Linked DNA regions of Mus musculus: all the other regions are linked to region 1. Evidence: chromatin contacts called from public HiChIP or PLAC-seq data. All regions are on one chromosome and are shown on one strand. Each heading gives the region's core, a stretch centred on a gene start, on an enhancer-like site or on the middle of the called end of the contact. The rest is flanking DNA. Distances are from core to core; before and after follow the strand shown. Region 1 has its middle 15 kb from the start of Gm10858. Region 2 holds the start of Plut (PDX1 associated lncRNA, upregulator of transcription). Region 3 holds the start of Gsx1 (GS homeobox 1).

Evidence for each region. HiChIP or PLAC-seq counts read pairs in DNA pulled down with a chosen protein or histone mark.
Region 2: a contact with region 1 is called in an HNF4G HiChIP or PLAC-seq map of pancreatic cancer cells. The contact joins the promoter of Plut here to the enhancer-like site in region 1. A contact is called at or near these places in 2 of 39 promoter capture datasets (the 3T3-L1 cell line and neural stem cells), 2 of 15 datasets of contacts at CTCF or cohesin (the NIH/3T3 cell line and stem cell-derived epiblast-like cells), 5 of 484 Hi-C or Micro-C datasets (bone marrow-derived macrophages, cortical neurons, embryonic fibroblasts and 1 more), 18 of 115 datasets of contacts at active chromatin or transcription factors (acute myeloid leukemia, craniofacial prominence, embryonic basal ganglia and 12 more) and 3 of 9 other capture datasets (adipose tissue, liver and pancreatic islet).
Region 3: an H3K27ac HiChIP or PLAC-seq map of embryonic stem cells shows a contact between it and region 1, with 4 times the contacts expected there. The contact joins the promoter of Gsx1 here to the enhancer-like site in region 1. A contact is called at or near these places in 21 of 39 promoter capture datasets (the 3T3-L1 cell line, 3T3-L1-derived adipocytes, the HPC-7 cell line and 12 more), 4 of 484 Hi-C or Micro-C datasets (B cells and embryonic stem cells), 15 of 115 datasets of contacts at active chromatin or transcription factors (acute myeloid leukemia, craniofacial prominence, embryonic basal ganglia and 8 more) and 2 of 9 other capture datasets (embryonic stem cells and macrophages).

What each region holds. Positions count from the first base shown.
Region 1 is chr5:146,911,104-146,914,001 of GRCm38.p6, reverse strand. No RefSeq gene overlaps it. Among named protein-coding and RNA genes, the nearest start is that of Gm10858, 15 kb to the right of the region's middle. Within about 2 kb of position 1,486, at least 50 of the 459 cell types and tissues checked have an H3K27ac peak or open chromatin away from gene starts, as enhancers often do. A contact at or near this core is called in the HPC-7 cell line, embryonic stem cells, liver and 3 more, where this site is marked.
Region 2 is chr5:147,270,038-147,272,935 of GRCm38.p6, reverse strand. It overlaps Plut (PDX1 associated lncRNA, upregulator of transcription), which reads left to right and starts at 1,415. Exons shown (of 6, transcript NR_038157.1): 1 at 1,415-1,716. It overlaps Pdx1 (pancreatic and duodenal homeobox 1), which reads right to left and starts at 2,839. Exons shown (of 2, transcript NM_008814.4): 1 at 2,289-2,839. The coding sequence starts at 2,697.
Region 3 is chr5:147,187,179-147,190,076 of GRCm38.p6, reverse strand. It overlaps Gsx1 (GS homeobox 1), which reads right to left and starts at 1,381. Exons shown (of 2, transcript NM_008178.2): 1 at 779-1,381; 2 at 1-299. The coding sequence starts at 1,187.

The DNA of each region.
Region 1 (2,898 bases), core at 237-2,736:
AGCCTAAGGAGCAGTCTATAATCCTGGCAGGCCTTATTCCGTGAATGCCACTCACCCTGCTGTGTCTGCTGTCTGACATCTAGATGTCAGGGCTGGGGAGGGCTAAGGGTGCTCCGTTTCACACTCAACGCCTGTCGGGGACTTTGCAGGTGGAACCAAATATTAAACACAGGCTGCTGGACCCTTGATCTGCTCAAATGTAAGAATTTTGAAATCTACAAACACTCCCATATGGGTGAAGACACCATGTGTGGGATCTGCTGGAAGGACCGGCCCAGTATGGTTGCTGGCCCAACCTCTCTGGATCAGGAGCTGCATGTTTGGGCCTGTCAGACTCCATGTCACATCTGAATAGGATACAGACAAGCATCCCAAACCACCAGCTCCCTGTCTGGAAGGATTCCTAGTAACACACCCGTAACTAAACCGGCCCCATAACAGGGGAAGCCTAAGGCTAATGGTTCTCGACTTACAGGGGTCTGCTTGAGGGTGGCTCCTCCTGATGAGGCGAAAGCAGGTGCTTTCAGGAGAAACAGGTACTTCAGGTTTTAAATGTGGCTCTTCTCCCTGGCTAGTGACATGCAATTTGATGCTCTTTCATGACGTGGGGGGTGGGGGGCGCAGATAGCAGTGATCTCAGCTCCCAGTCTATCCTGCAACTGATACATTGGGCCACAACCACATGCTAGATCTCTTCAGGGTTGGTGGACCACAGGGTTTTCCACTTAGGGTGTGTCAGCCTGGTGTATTTTTATTGAGGCACAGCCTGGTCATTACTTACGATGCAGCTGGCAATGGTGGTGCTTTAATCCCAGCACTTGGGAGGCAGAGGCGGGTGGATTTCTGTGAATTCGAGGCCAGCCTGGTCTACAGATGGAGTTCCGGGACAGTCAGGGATACACAGAGAAACCCTGTCTTGATCTCCACCACCCAAAGATGCCAATGGCTACTGGGAGTAGACAGTGTGCCAGACTCAATTCTTAGTTCCTTAAGCTCATTAGCTGAATTAGCCCTCCCAACACGTTCCTTACCTCTATTCTATATGTGAGCACACTTGGTTGCTGCACACAGCTTAAACCACTTGAAGGGGACCCAGGACATTCAGCCCCACCAGTCCTCCTGCTAAAGCTTGTTCAAAGCAGTCTGCTCCACTTATTTCTACGGGGAACAAGAGGGTGCCCTGGTGGAATAAGGACCAAGCAGCCATAGTGACAGTGGGGCAGAGGGTGGGCACCCTTTTCGTGATCTTTCCTTTTGCCTCGGGTAGACATCTTTGCACTTTCTCCTGTGTACAAATCGTTTCAGGATTCACCTTGTTTTGCTTTTCACTTGTTTCCCTTGAGAGATCCTGAACCAAGAGGGCGGGGGGGGGGGGGTGGGGGGGAGCAGCGAGAGCCACTTCAGCAAGCCACTTCCGGTTACCTGCTGCACCCTCCGGGGCAGCCAAGCGACACAGTGGCTAGGTCAGGGCGGTCTGTTTGCTGACTGCAAACAAGGGCCCTGCTGGGGACGTCAGGGGAGCAGCTGCTGAGTGCCCAGCGAAGCTCCAGTGTGGTTTGTAAAGTAAACGGACTCTAATTTGGACAAATACGGCAGGGGCCTGGAACTCAGGACAGATAAAGTTGCAAGGAAGTGCTGACCTGGAGGGACAAGGTTTCCAGGCCCCAGTGGGAAGTGGGAGTGGCCCAGGAATGCCCTGAACCTCCCAGAACTATAGCCTGCTCACAGCCATTTGACACCTTAGGCATTAAACAGGACATTTGTAGGAGAATGGGGAGGGGAAGTGGTCCACGGAGGTATTAAGTGTCTGTTTATAGTTACATCACCTTGTAGGAAACGCAAGTTCACTTAAGTCTGAGGTTTAACATGTCTATCCTACAGCTCAGGCAGGCACGAGAACATCAACTAGGCATCAAAATTTTCCTTTATAGTTTGTGTGTGTGTGTGTGTGTGTGTGTGTGTGTGTGTGTGTGTGTGTGTAATTGTCGAAAGGGAATGGAATTTTGTAGGAGAGAGCAGAGTGGCTGGCCCAGAGTGAGTGCTCAGTAGATGGCAGCAGATGGATGGTGTCTCATTTACAAGTATTCATTCAACAAACACAGTGCTTGTAGCAGAGTCCTGCTTCCCTAGCTCAGCCACAGCCTTCACTACAGCTCTGCTCCCTTGATGCACAACATCATCATGACATTTGGAAATGTCTGGAAACGGTAACGGTAACGAACTCGTCCAATTACACAGGGTGGTCCCAGGTGCGTGGTGAAGCCACTTGGCCACACAGTCGAGGGTTGCTACTCTCCAGGCACCTGGTGAGGTCAAACTTCAACCCAAACAGCAGTTTCCTTTAGGTGCCCAAGGCCAGCTCCCTCACCTCCTTCTGACTCTGCTGAATATACTGCCTCCAACTGTTTCATGCACAGGCGACAGGCCTCATCTAGGACCAATGTCTGCCTTTCTTAGGCTCTGGGAGGAACAGTGTGACTGAACAGTTCCCCTCTTCTGAGGAAGAACTGACTGGAGAAGTGTCCATTCATCAGGAGGAATTCCACAGAGGTTATTGGAGTGCCTCGTAGCTCCCCAGGATGGGTCCCTACAGCAGGGCGTGGCACTGAAGTCAGAACTCTCCAGGACAGGAGGCATCAGAGGCTCGAGAGGGGTGACCTGTGCCGGGCAGGCAGGAAGGGTCACTGCAAAGTTTCTATGAAGTTGGCTCACTCCAGAGAGGCTCATTTCATTCCCAGTGAACCACAGAGGTGGTCCTAAGGGCTGAGTCTCCATGGTAACACTATCGTTGGGCTTACACTGCTTGCCTAGCTGTGTATCCCCTGCACCGCGTATTCACCCTTCTCCATGGCTAGCCTGGTCTCTTGCCTGGCTACAGGGCTACTGCAGGAGCTGGAA
Region 2 (2,898 bases), core at 166-2,665, 360 kb before region 1:
GAGTGTGTTGAGGGCAAGGGATTAATCTTCAGGATGGAATCTGCTCCCCGGGTCTTCCCCCAGGTACTGGGGAGGCACTAGAAGCTGAAGTGAAGTCCCCAGACCACTCTTTGGAAAGCAGTTTGTGTCCTCAGGAACACAAACCTGTGTCCCCAAACCACACAGGCCTTTCCTGGTGTAGGAAAGGAAAGATACCTAACCTTAAAGAGACATCTTAAATGCCAACAACTGGCAGATTCTTCCAACTACTGCCCTCAGCTGCCTACTTTGCCAAGCCCTAATGAAAGACTATAGGGAACCTGTGCTCAGCTAGAGGAAGCCACGGGTGGGAATTAAAGTTAGAATCTGCTGGTGAGATGTTCAGAGTGCTCGATCTGACTTTTCTGGGGCTCAGTAGAACTCACCAGTAGGGATTATGAAGTTCTTTTAAGTCCAATTATTTATAAGCGGTTATTGCCATTAGCATTCATAGTCCTACTATAAGCCCTTCAGCCATTAAGCCCTTTCCAGGGGTTGTGAACCGACGAAGCACACGCAGGTGGGTTCGCTAAACCTTGCAGTCCTTCTGAAGTGGGGCCGGCTGGAGCTCTTTGCAGGTTTCTACAGGGAGAAGAGAGGGGTAGTCTGCCTCGAGTCCTGCTTGCTGATGGTCAGAAAGGATCCGCAAAGGATCCTGGTACCCAGATCTCACAGTCAGGAGGGGTCTCCAAAGTGTTCACCAAACATAGGAAAGGCTTTCTGCTTCCTCTGCTCAGATTTAACTCCCTGGCTTGTTCCTACCCTAGCCCAGAGCAGGAGTGGATAGCCAGAAAGAATCAATCTCCGGGGCTCTGCTTCGTGGTTCCTTGGCAAGGAACCCCCTTTAGGTGGAGGGTCTGTCTTTGGGCAGCCCAATGGCCAGGTCTCAGCGCCCTTTGGTCTTGGCCTTGAGAGGCCTCTGCTGCGGCCTACCTGCTCCAGCTGCTTGGAATTGCTCAGAGGTGGAGGATCTCCCCAGCAAGAGTTTGGGCCTGTTTTAAGTCAGGGTTTTTTGTTTTGTTTTGTTTTTTTTTTTTGTTTTGTTTTTTTTTTTTTTTTTTTGTTTTTTTCCTCGGTGAGAAAATGAACTAGCTAAAGGAGCCTTCCCCCTTCTTTTTCCACCCTTGAATCCTTGGTGAACCTCGTTACCCCCATACTCTCTCGGAGCTTTGCTTGGCTGCTCCTGGGATAGTGTCAGACCAGGCGCCTTAGGACCGGAGGACAACGTTGAGAATTCTCAGGGGATGGCAACTCCAGCGTCTTAACCCTTCGCTCCTGCTCCCGACAGTCAGTCGGAAAGCAAAAGAAAGAGCAGCTATTTGCAGTCCAGGTGTGACCAGAAGTGGCTGTAGACCGGAAGAGATAACATTGTGGAGCGGCGGGCACAGGCCCCCACACGAATTGGCTGCCAGCATCCGGCGGGAAGGGACCTAGGGCTTGCTCCGCTTCGCCTCTGCTGGAAGGAAGGACTTTATCACAAAGCAGGCGCCTAGGGCTAAGGAAAGCCAGGGTGTCTTGCTTCTTTGAGCCGGACAGCAGGGAGGAGGCCCCTTCTTCTGCATATTTGCTTCCTGGGACGCGGCTCCAGAGAGGACCCTTCAAACACGTTGGGTTGGTTCAAAAAGAATTGGCACCCCAGAGACCTCTGCCAACTGCCAGACTCCGAGAGAGTGAACCACCTGCCTTTCAACCCTCCCGGTGAGCACCTCGCGTTGGTACAGCCTCTCCCTGTTCACCCCCACCCCTCATCCTACTCCAGGGCCTACCTGGATGGACGCAATTTTCCTTTCCCTTCTTCCTGTGTTTCTCCTACTCCTACTGCCCCTAGGAGGCCCCGTTTCTCTAATAAGGCCACTAGGATAGAGCCGGGAAGTGAAGGGGCCTAGGGTTTCCAAGGGACTCCATCATCAGAGACATCTTGCATAACTTGCTTGGGGCCCTTGGGGTCCGGGAGTCCAGGTTCCTCTCTGCAGAAAGATCCAGAGAGTTCGGGAGTTCTGAGCCTGGCTAGGCCTCTTCTTTCTCCAGCGTGGGAGTTGGCTCCCAGGGTAAGAAAGGCTCAGGACAAGCGCAAGGAGGGAAGAGTGTTGAATGGAGAACAAGCTGCCAACATGAGTGGACTTACTGGCTTGCATAGACTTTATTCTAAGCCTGCATTATCCTTGCGGGTTTCAGAGGAACTTGTGAGAAAAGGCCCGGGGGAGTTCTTGAAGGCAGTAGCAGCCAAGTCCAGACTAGGGAAAGAGAAAGGGAGAAAGAGCCAGGCTTACCTGCCCACTGGCCTTTCCACGCGTGAGCTTTGGTGGATTTCATCCACGGGAAAGGGAGCTGGACGCGGTTGGGCTCTTCCAGGCCCCCAGGCTCGGTTCCATTCGGGAAAGGTCCGGGAGGTGGATGGGCGAGCCCGAGCTGAGCTGGAAGGTGGTGGTGGAGGTGAGCGCCAGCCGGGTCGTCGGAGGCGAGCGGGGGCACTTCGTATGGGGAGATGTCCGGAGGACTTCCCTGCTCCAGTGATCCCAGCGAGCTTGTAAACTGGGGTGGCGGCGGAGGTGGGGGCTGGCGGCCCATGTACAGGCACGCAGGGGGGTTAGCGCTGAACTCTGGCACCGGGCCCCTCTGGAATGCGCACGGGTCCTTGTAGAGCTGTGTGGCCGCGTAGTACTGCTCCTCACTGTTCATGGTGGCAGCCGGCACTTGGGGGCCAGCAGCCCCGGGTCGGAGCTACAAGCCAGGCCTTAGGCGCTGGGTGGCTCGCGGACTCTCTACGCCACCCCAGATCGCTTTGACAGTTCTCCACTGCTCTCCTGGGGAACCAGAGGCTGGCTGGGGACAAGCCGGCCGCCGTGCCATAGGCTCTGGGGCACCCCACGTGGTTTACCC
Region 3 (2,898 bases), core at 132-2,631, 280 kb before region 1:
GCATTTGGCTGAGGAGAGCGAAGAGCACTTGCAGCCTTGCGGTGCGCCCCCGCCGGCCCCCGCCCCAGCTCCGCCGCGGTGGTTACTGCCTTTGCCTTCTTTCTTGTGCTTCACCCGGCGGTTCTGAAACCAGATCTTCACCTGCTTCTCGGACAGGTTCAGATAGGTCGCGATCTCGATGCGCCGCAGGCGGGAGAGGTACATGTTGGAGGCGAACTCTCGCTCCAGCTCCAGGAGCTGTGTGCTGGTGAACGCCGTCCGCATCCTCTTGCTGCTGGGCAGCTGGTTCGAGCTGCTGTCTGGAGGGCGATGGGGGGGGGGGGGAGGGAGGGAAAGAGAGAGAGAGAGAGAGAGAGAGAGAGAGAGAGAGAGAGAGAGAGAGAGATCATCAAACCTCTGAGCCTTGGGCCTAATTTCCCGCTGAACTGAGGCTAGCCTCAACCTTGGAATCAGGCACACATCCCTTCCATCCTTCCATTCATCACTCCACAGGCGGGTGCCTCCTTGCCAAGTCACAGACTCCAATTCTCCTCGGAATCGGTTGTCCCTAACACCCCTTTAAGGAACATCTCAAAGCTGGCCTTAACCCCTTCCCCTTCGCCCCAGGATCTTTCTGGCTTCTCCCCGGTTCCTACGTCCGGTCCCAGTCTAGCACTGTGAGCGCCCCTCGAGTATCCTCACCGTCCCCCATAGCGCGCCGTTTCCCCATCCCTAGCTCACTCACTTCCCCCCACCCCGGGACCACCGCCCCCCAATTTCGCGCGGGGACCCCGCTTACCCACAGAGATGCAGTGAAACTGTCTGGGATCCGGCAGCGGGTAGGAGGTCTGGTAGAGTGCAGCAGCTGCTGCGGCCGCAGCCGGGCCGTGGGCGACTCCAGGGGACACGGAGTGCTGGCGGCCCAGGGGTGCGTGGCAGTACTGCGATCCGAAGGGAGGGAAGGACGCCTTGAGTAGCGGCAGTGCCGGCGGCCCGGGGGGCCCGTGCAGCTGCGAAGCGGTGACACAGAGGGGACACACGCACAGCAAGCCGGCCTTGCGCGCGTGGCAGGCGCCCGGCGAGAGGCCGTGGAGCGCGTGCGGCGGCGGGACCGCGTAGGGGAAGAGCGGTGGCGGGCTGCCCTCCGGAGCCTTCTTGTCGCTGGCTTCCCGCAGCACAAGGGAATCCACCAGGAAGGAGCGCGGCATGGCTCCGGCGCGCGGTCCACCTGCCGCCAGCCCGCCCCTGGAGCCCGAGGGAACTGCAGATCCTGTCGTAGCTTCCCCTGGCCGCGGCCACCCGCAGCTTCCCGGGCCCCGGAGGCTCCACGCGCGGCTCAAGCCCGGGCTGGAATCACCTTGGCTGCTGCTGCGGGCACCTCCCGGAGCGGGCGAGGTGCTGGCCAGCGCTAGTGGTGCTGAAAGACGCCGGCGGCGCCGCTTAAATAGGACTATTGCCATGTGATGGGCTACGCCAGGAGCGGCCGGGGCCTCTCAATAGGGTTTTTGTGCCCTTTCTCTTGGCATTCACTCTGCACGCTTCCTCATTATTTCACTTGTTAACTAAATGAACTGCATAATGTACTCTATTCTTGTCAACCCCACCCACGCCGTAACAGGCGCACTCGCCCCCCTCCTCTTCCCTTTTCGGGTTTATTTTCTCATTCTCCCGCGATTTAATATTCTTTTCTTTCTCTTTATTTCTTACTTTCCTTTGGCTTTGCGCTGGCGATCGGTCCATTTATCTTATTGATTTCCGCACCCGTGCTGCCTCGCTTGCACAGATCCCCGTGGGCGCACACCCATCTCCTCTGCCCACTTGATCCTGGTCCCTTTCTTTCTGTTACTTCTTCCTTGCTCGTTCCCCCCACCCCAGTTCCACCAAGTGTATCGCTTTCGCTTAGTTCTCGAAGCTCAGCTCTGCATCCTATGAAGCATCCTAATGGGCGGCCACCATTCCCACCTGTGGAGTCTCTTCTCTCGCACTATTTGGAGACAGAAAAACAAGGTTTCTGAGTGCGCCTCAGAGGATGAGAGAAAGGCTCCCTAGTCCTCATTGGAGACTAACCTCATCTCTGTCCGTGTTTTCTCAGAAAATCAAAGGCTCCCAATTTTGGTGTTGCCTGTGACTCCTCATCTTTGTTCGGTGGACCCTTGGCCAACCAGCTCTTCCCTTCAACAACAGGGCCGTGTATGTAAAGAAATAGCAACAAAACAAGTACGCGGGTGGGTAGTCTTTGAAAATACGGACAGATACATAGCAAGGGGAGTGAGAGCCGAATTCGTGGGTATGAAGCTTTCCCACCCCACCAAACGTGGTGAGTGTGGATGGTGTAGACTCTCACAGACGTTGCGCGCGCACTCTCCACTCGCACACACTCCACTAGACACGCCGGTGCACTCGAAAGCGTTGCTTCCCACGGCTGGAGAGAAAGGAAGAGCACTCTTCTGTCTTTCCCAGTTTCTGTTGCCCTTTGCTTCCTCCTACCGTCGCCGCACTCTTTTTTTTCTTTCTTTCTGGTAACACAATGGTTAAACAACTTCAAATGCCACGCTCTGTGTACACAGCTTCAGTTTTTTAAAAAAATCATCCCGGGATTCAGAGCTGTCTCTGTCCCTGTGCGTTTAACATACAATGAGAAATTAGCATAAAAGATTTCGAATTTACTACTTTCGATTTTACAAATCGCCACAGTCACCTGCTCTGAACCGTGAACGGAATCGTGAGACCAAGAAAGGGGAGCTTTACGGAGGGGGTGGATGAATCAGTGCAAGGCCGCCCAAACCCGAGGCCTCTGTATGGGTTTGCAGTGTTCATGACATCCGAGCCGCCACAAACAACTGGTTAAAAAAATCAAAGATGATTTGTTATGGGAGAGGGTGTGTGTGAGAGCAACTGCCTCGACAATGGGAGGGTCGC